2 separate regions of the Mus musculus genome follow, and region 2 is linked to region 1. Evidence: chromatin contacts called from public HiCAR-type data. All regions are on one chromosome and are shown on one strand. The core of a region is the stretch at or near the end of the contact, and the rest is flanking DNA. Distances in the headings are between cores, read along the strand shown. Region 1 overlaps Gm34087 (a long non-coding RNA gene). Region 2 has its middle 24 kb from the start of Gm41031.

Region 1 (3,655 bases), core at 24-2,523:
CCTCAGTGCAGGTCTCCATGCTTTGTTCAGACATCTCCCTGCTGTGCTCCGAGAAGCTGTAGGGCACATTCATCCGCCCAGGCTCGAGGCCTTGCCTCACACTCGGCTCCTTTATCGTTTCAAGAGATTTGCACTGTGGAGGTCAAAGGGAGCAAGCCGGGCCAGGCCCCACCTCAGCACCAGCCAAAGTTGCTGTCAGCACCAGATGGAGAAATCGTCAGCCCAGCCAGGTAAGAGGCCAAGGGAAACCTCTGCCTCATCAGAAATACTTTGCATTTTTCCTCCTCTTTTTGCAGATGAGCAATGGTGAGAGATGAGTTCTGCCTTCTGAATGTGACTTCGTGGTCCATAGTGTAAGTGTGCATTATGCAGATGTTCTAAATGCATCAACACAATTCTCCAGAAAGCCCTGGAGACTAAGCTGCCTTGGGATTTTGCCACCGTAGGGTGCTCAGAGTCACACGAGCACACGGATTTACCAGTATGAAAATTATAGCAGACATCCACCAAGGCATCTGCTTTGCAAAGAACCTAAACACTAGATGCTATATCTTCTTGCATATCACCGCAGAATTAAGACTCATCTTTCTCCTTTCTGTTTATCCAGTCTGTTGGGTAAGTAGAATTGGCTAAACCAATGTTCTTCCCTTCATCAGCTCAAGTGACTTGTAGCTTCTCCCTCTTCTTTAAGGGAGGCCGTGCTGGCTCCTTGTTTTGGATGATTCTCTTGAGAGCCTTTCAAAGAGCCTGTTCTATTCTTTTTTTTCTCTCCACACAAGAACGAGTGCCATCTTCCTGCTTAGAGTGTCTTCCATGGTCTGAGGCCCACTGGAGAGCTTCCCTGGGAAACTTTTCCCCAGGTGTCTTGGGACATGAGGGAGAGAGACAAGGTAGAGAGAGGGGTGGAGGAGGGGCACCGGCTTTTATAGGAAAGTGGAGAAAACTCACCACACAGTTAATTAGAAAGTGCCATGAAGCAAGTCCAAACTTTATGGCTTTCCTAGAATTGATGACGGCTTCTAACTGGGCCTGCCCGCTCCCATGCAGGTGTGTGCAACCTCCAGGTCCATATGGTTTTTGGCTGCCCCGGGCCTCATTCTTTGTTTAGCCCAGGATCCTGTAACTGAATATCGCTTAATAACTTTTTGTAATAATGTAGCTTGAATCAGCTTCTAGGTCCAACCAACCTCTGCTTCCTACAGACTCCCGCTGTCTTCCTGGCACACCTGCAGGGAGACACAGCCCCTTGGTTGCCCCTAGGGCAATAGCTTACAATAGTCTTAGGCTTACAAAGAGGCAGCTGCGGGTTCAATGAGGGAGGAGGCCAGGGTATAGAGCTTACTCTCTAGAAGTAATTTGTTTCACTTAGGACCTGCCAGGAGGGCTGGAGTCCTGTGACTTGAAAAAAAAAAGCCAGAGTTTTTTTTACTAAAATAAAAAAAAATTATGGTAATGTATAACACACAAGCAAGCCCTGGCTTATACAATCTGATTTATAGGCACCCCTGAAGGTCCAGGTCACTTGGGAGCCCGAGAATGGTGGGGCCAGCCTTATTACCAAAGAAATTCTCTCCTTTCTCCATTTGTTGTGGTCCTGATACCCTCCCCTTCAACCCCTCTGCCCCACCTCCTTAACTAAGGGCATCACACTGGGAAAAGTCCCTTGTGGCTGCAAGTCAGACTCAGCTGGATTCCTGGTCTTAGTCCTGCAATGAGGCAAGCCTGGAGTTCCAGAAAGTGGGTGCTCATTTGATTCTTTTGGGTCTTTCTGAATTTCAGAATGTCTAAGGAGCTTTTGAAGGATACCGGTACCTGGTCTCACTGCGCTAAATAAAAAGTGTTCTGGTGAGTCCAGAGAGTCCTTGGCTGGGCAAATGATTCTCCTTGGGAACTCCCTTCAAGTAAGGTGCAGCCATGGTCACTTGTTGTGCTTTGACGTGTTTCCCTATGCCTTCTGTCCTCAGGGGTGGGGGTGGAGCTTGCTTGAGCCTATAGTGCATCCTTTGTGCCACAAAACACAAGAGCAGGTGATAGGAGGGAGGGAGGCACAAAACTGCACTTTGGTAGTTATCTAGGACTCTAAAAATAGACGCAGAATCAAGAAAGAAATAGACACATGTGTTCTGTCCCCAAAGTCCTGAGCAGGGAGCAGAGGGTCAGACATGTCCCAGAGGGTCAGCAAATGTTCCAGGAAGCCCTTACCCATGGAAGGATGCTGCCATTCAGCTGGACGGAGGCAGACTCCATGACCCTTTGGGGCTGGAGATGGAAGAACAGAGCACGGGAAGGGGTTTCACCTTTTTTGTGTTTACTCCCATCATAACGCTGATCGTGCCCAGTCCCAATCTGCACAACAGTGGCAGCTATACTAGAATTTATTTACACATGAGGACTGAAGAATCATGCTATCCATCCATTTGTATTATCTCACCACATCTGAAAAAAAGAAAGAGATAATTGATGGGTATTGATGTGTTTTATAAAACCAAGAATATGTTCTGTAGGGCACAGTATGGTGCCGTGGGAGGAGGTAACTCAGTGGGCCCATGCTGAAGCATCGTACCAGTCATATAATGGGTTTAGTATACAATAGAGTTTATTTGGGGGTGTGGGAAGGGGAGTTGAGACAGGAGTAGAGGCAGAGAGAGAGAGAGAGAGAGAGAGAGAGAGAGAGAGAGAGAGAGAGAGAGATCAGAGAGAGAAAAGGGGCAGAAGGGCAGATAGAGTTAGACATTGAGGGAGAGGCCAAACAGTCCCTTTTATAGCAAGCCAGGCCTATGTGGTTGTTGCTAGGTAACTGTTGGGCCGGATCGTACAAGGAATGCCAGCATTCCTCCATTTTAGTTTAATTTAAAAAGGAGAATCTAGAAAGAAGTGGTGGTGAAACAGGAATAGGGTCATTGTGATCTTTAGCTACTTCTTGCTGACTTTGGGGTGACATGTCTCTGGGGAACCTAAGAAAATGGGAGTGGGGGTGCTGGTCCAGTCTTAGGAGAGTTAGCTGCTTCCTTGCTGTCTAAGATCTGTGGAACCATTTTTAGGTAGGAAGGTGCAGGTCCAGTAGAAGCGTCTGTGTCTGTGAGAGCAGGCTGGAGCATCTGTGGCTTGCTTCTCAGGAGCTGTCCTGGATGTAGATTTTTAAAGCTGTACTTGCTAAGATGCTTAAACACACACGCACACGCACACACACAAAGAAAATAAAGTTAAGTAGATTTGGGAGAAAAAACTTTTCTTAGGTGTACATTTGAAACCCTTAGGTCTTGGTGGTTGAGATGAGGGGAGTCCCCAAACCAGGGAACAGGAGGGAAATGCCACCCTCTGGAATAGGTAACAGGTAGAAACTCAGACTATTAGTTGGTGGATGTTCATATCTGGATGGAGTCTATTTGGTCCATGAGAGGTAGGTCTGAGTGGGTTTCCTGGAGCTTATAAGTTTACAAAAGAGATAAATTTGTTAGCCGCAGGTTTCCTAAGGTGAGCTTAGGGAAGACAAAAGCCTTTAGGGGGAGCTGGAGGAACAAGGGCTTCTTCCTTTTGTCTAGGAGATTGAATATACATAAAGGTAGCATGATGAGAAACATTTTAAAATTTACATTTAAAAGACAATGAAAGGAAACTTGAAAATCTGATAGTTGATCATATAGCTTAGCATAAG
Region 2 (3,773 bases), core at 1,021-3,520, 200 kb after region 1:
GCCAAATAGGACTTTGGTAGAAAGTTCAAAGAGCCTGGGGGAGGACAGGAGCTAAGCTGTACAGACCTGGTGCACCAAAGACTTTCACATCAGATGAGATGCGGCCTGGTATTTTCTCAACACTGTGACTATTTATCTGTGCTGTGTTCCCTCTATGTAGACACTGGAGGTCTAGGGGCAAGGATACAACTCTGAACAAGAATCTGTAGGAGACAACAAAGACTGAACAGAAGTGACAAGTAAATCCCCCCCCCCCCCATCACATTTAGCTGGGCTTTAAGGGACCCATCAAGTTTTGCCAAGTAGAAAAGAAAGAAAACACAAAAGTGGAGGATCAAAATTAATTGGAAACTTAGGCTGGCAAATTAAAGACAGGAATGTAAAAAAAACCCATCAAAAGAGCCGCCAGTATCTTCTTTAATCTTAGCCAGCCCAGCTATGGGTTTCCCCAAAGGGAAAAGTAAAAAGAGAAAGGACTGCAAACCTTGGCAAACACAGAAACACTCAGAGGAAAAACAAAAATCTTGGAGCTGTCATGGAAAACTTCAGGGGAGATGGCACAAGCTTGAAACTGCAGCAGCCACACAAAGAGCCAGGCAAATGTGGTATCCACTTGTGACCCTAGCTTTCAGGGAGCAGAAACAGGGGCTACCCAAGGCAAGCTGGCCTGCTAGCTAGCCACAGTCAGTGAGCTCCAGGTTCAGCGAGAGACCTTGACTCAGTAAAGATAGTGGAGAGTGATAGGGGAATGCCTAGCATCAAGTCTCCACAACAGAGGCATATGCACACATGTGCACAAACAGGCACCAAGGAATGTGATGCCCTAATCAGCAGGAAGTACTATGATGACATCATTGCCCCTTTCCCCTCTATCCTTTTTTCTCTCCTATATAGTGTTAGGGGGTTGAAAAGGAAGAAGAGGAGGAGGAGGAGGAGGAGGAGGAGGAGGAGGAGGAGGAGAAGAAGAAGAAGAAGAAGAAGAAGAAGAAGAAGAAGAAGAAGAAGAAGAAGAAGAAGAAGAAGAAGAAGAAGAAGAAGAAGAAGAAGAAGAAGAAGAAGAAGAAAGAGTGGAAGAAAAGGGAAGCTACAAAGAAGCCAAAAGAATGGCTACAGAGGCTGGGCAGGCCTGGGTGTATGGGTTGTTTTATGTGTCACAATGATAACATTAGCTGTCGGAAGCAACTTAAAAAAGGAAGGATTTTTTTTTTTTTTTTTTTTTTTTTTTTTTTTTTTTTTGGTGTTTGCAGGGAGTTTCCGTCTACCCTGGTAGGGTTGGTATGGACAATAAGCAGCCTGTGTACAAGGGAACATGACGTGGGTGATCACACTGAATCAGGCAGAGAGGAAAGCATTGGGTTCTGAAGCAGGGCCAAACAATATCCTTCAAAAACCTGTCCCCAGTGACCAAGCAGTAGCAGGCAGGCCTCACCTCCTGAAACTTGGACAGTTACTCAGAACAGTGCTAGCCACTGTGGACCAAGTGTGCACACACCCGAATCTGTGGGAGATATAACACACATCAACCACAATACTGGGAAGGTTTTCAGTGTCCCTGCACTACTGGGAAATATCAATACAGGAAAACTAGAATAAGAGAATAAGAAGTTAGGGGAGGGTGGATGTGGGAAGAAAATACAAGGTTTCACACACACACACACACACACACACACACACACACACACACACACACACACACAGTCCTGGCTACTATGTTACAAGACTCAACTAAGACAGAGCCAGCTGTTTGCCAGTGTACCCTCCAGGAAAAATCTATAACCCAAAACTGCCCAGCCCAAGGATGGAGAGAGAGAGAGAGAAAGCCCTCTGTAGACACTCTCCTGTCTCCATCTGTCCAAAGGAATCTTGTCAAAGTTAATCCCCCTATCCTTCTGGGTTGAGTCATTTGGCCATTTTGGACACACATTTCTCTCTGGGAAGTAGATTCAGAACCACTCGGGGTGGCCACTGATGCAATTTGTGGGAGGTGGCAGGGGGAATGGGGGGTTCTGTAGCTGTCCAGAAGCCACGGAGAACTGGGTACACCTAAAAGGGAGGCTGGGAATGAAAAAGGACAGGCGGGTAAGAGAAGAGTGAAGCCAAGGCAAAGGTTTTCTGATTAAGGCTCAAAGTTTAATTTTCAGCTCTGCCGTTTATATAGGGGAAACTCAAAGACCCATTCTTTGTTTCAGCTGGAGTATGTTGCTTTGTTTCGGCTGGACACTGTTGTAAAGCAAGCTCAGCGGGCAGTCTGCTCCTGCAGGAAGCTGCGGGTGAGGCAAGGCAGAAGACCTCCACTTAGGTCAGAAGTCTCCACCCTAGGTGAGCCAGGTCAGTGGAAGACAATTAAGGTGCAAACAATTTAGCTCTGTTTAGCCCAAGGCTGGGAGGAGGGCACAAGGTTTGAGACAATGTTGGAGACCCTAGAGGTCCTGAATGAATTCACTTCCTTCCTCAGGCTGCCATGCCAGTCTTAGAGCTGATGAAAGGGAGTGGTGAGGTTGGGAGAATCCGGGGAGACCTGACCACACATGGAATCAGTCGTGGGCAGTCTTCTTGGGTGCAGACAAGCTTCCAGAGCTTTCTGCACAGTCATCCTCATTCGGTCCAGTTATTTAAGTCTTCCACAAGGGCAACGTGAGGCTTGGAAAGCAAACCCCACATTGGATTGATGCTGTCACTCAGGAGTTCTCTGGCCAACTGTCAAAGCAAGCTGTCGAAGATTGAGGACAGTTGTCCCGAAACTCAAGAATAAGGACAAAATTAGTCCCTGATCCAGTTTGCTTAAGTTTGGTTTCTCAGTAAAAACTTGTTTCTTTTTAAACAGGGATGGGGTGGGGTGGGGTGGGATGGGGTGTCAAGATGTGCTTGCCTGTGTCTGTTTCCGACCTCCTCAGGAAAAGGAGAAGGGAGGAAGGTGAGACACACAGAAAAGAAGGAGCAGAAGTAGCAGTTGGCACACAATGTCTTTGGGAAACTAAGTCTAAGGTAGCCCTGAGACATGTGGCACAGGAAAAGCTCATGAGTCTCTCTGTCACTGCCTCATCCGACAAATGTGTGAATTTGGAGCCAGCTTCGGGACCACGAAAGCAGTTAAAACCACGCTTTGAATTTCTAGACATGTAGTGAGGTGGAGGTAGTAAACCAGCCCATGGCCGATATTCTGGTCTCCCCTGGAACGTTGATCTTAATTAACTCTAAAAACGCTGGTGATATCAGCAGTTGATTGGCAACTTCTCAGTCCATATGAACTGCTTCTCAGCTGGTAGCTTCTAATTAATTTCTGTCCCTGTCCTGTCCCCCCACCCCGTTGTCACTCCTCCCCCCTCCATCTCTCCCCCTCATCCCTTCCATCCCATAAATCAGAAGGATCCGTCATATCTTCTGCTTTTAAGTCAACTGAGGCCCTAGGGCCTGCTGCCTTCTGCCTGGCCAGGCTAATCCTCACAGTACTTTTTCAAAAAATAAAAATAAAAAGATTAGCATTACCTGAAGCTACAAAAGAGCAGAGGGAAGAACGAAAGAGGGTTTTTTTTTTCTTTTGTGCCCTTGGAGTCCCAGTGTTTCAAGGCCTCCAATATAGCTAATTAGAAGAGAGAATTCAGAATAATGCTCCCTTTCAAATTAAACATAGCGTCAAAGGAATCAATTTGATTACTTTTGTGTAAACAGTTTGGGTACTGTGGAAATTTTTCACCTGGTGGGTATGTTCTTTTCAAAAACTCCGATCATTTTTTACATCACTTTATAAATCCTGATGTCTCCCAATAATACTT

Evidence for each region. HiCAR-type assays count read pairs that join an accessible place to other places.
Region 2: a HiCAR-type map of embryonic stem cells shows a contact between it and region 1, with 5 times the contacts expected there. The contact joins two enhancer-like sites. A contact is called at or near these places in 2 of 484 Hi-C or Micro-C datasets (the N1E-115 cell line and nephron progenitors), 4 of 115 datasets of contacts at active chromatin or transcription factors (all in embryonic stem cells) and 1 of 9 other capture datasets (embryonic stem cells).

What each region holds. Positions count from the first base shown.
Region 1 is chr13:97,600,253-97,603,907 of GRCm38.p6, forward strand. Gm34087 (a long non-coding RNA gene) reads right to left here. Exons shown (of 5, transcript XR_873831.2): 5 at 2,358-2,436. Among named protein-coding and RNA genes, the nearest start is that of Gm34087, 21 kb to the right of the region's middle. Within about 2 kb of position 1,274, at least 9 of the 459 cell types and tissues checked have an H3K27ac peak or open chromatin away from gene starts, as enhancers often do. A contact at or near this core is called in embryonic stem cells, where this site is marked.
Region 2 is chr13:97,800,306-97,804,078 of GRCm38.p6, forward strand. No RefSeq gene overlaps it. Among named protein-coding and RNA genes, the nearest start is that of Gm41031, 24 kb to the right of the region's middle. Within about 2 kb of position 2,271, at least 3 of the 459 cell types and tissues checked have an H3K27ac peak or open chromatin away from gene starts, as enhancers often do. A contact at or near this core is called in embryonic stem cells, where this site is marked.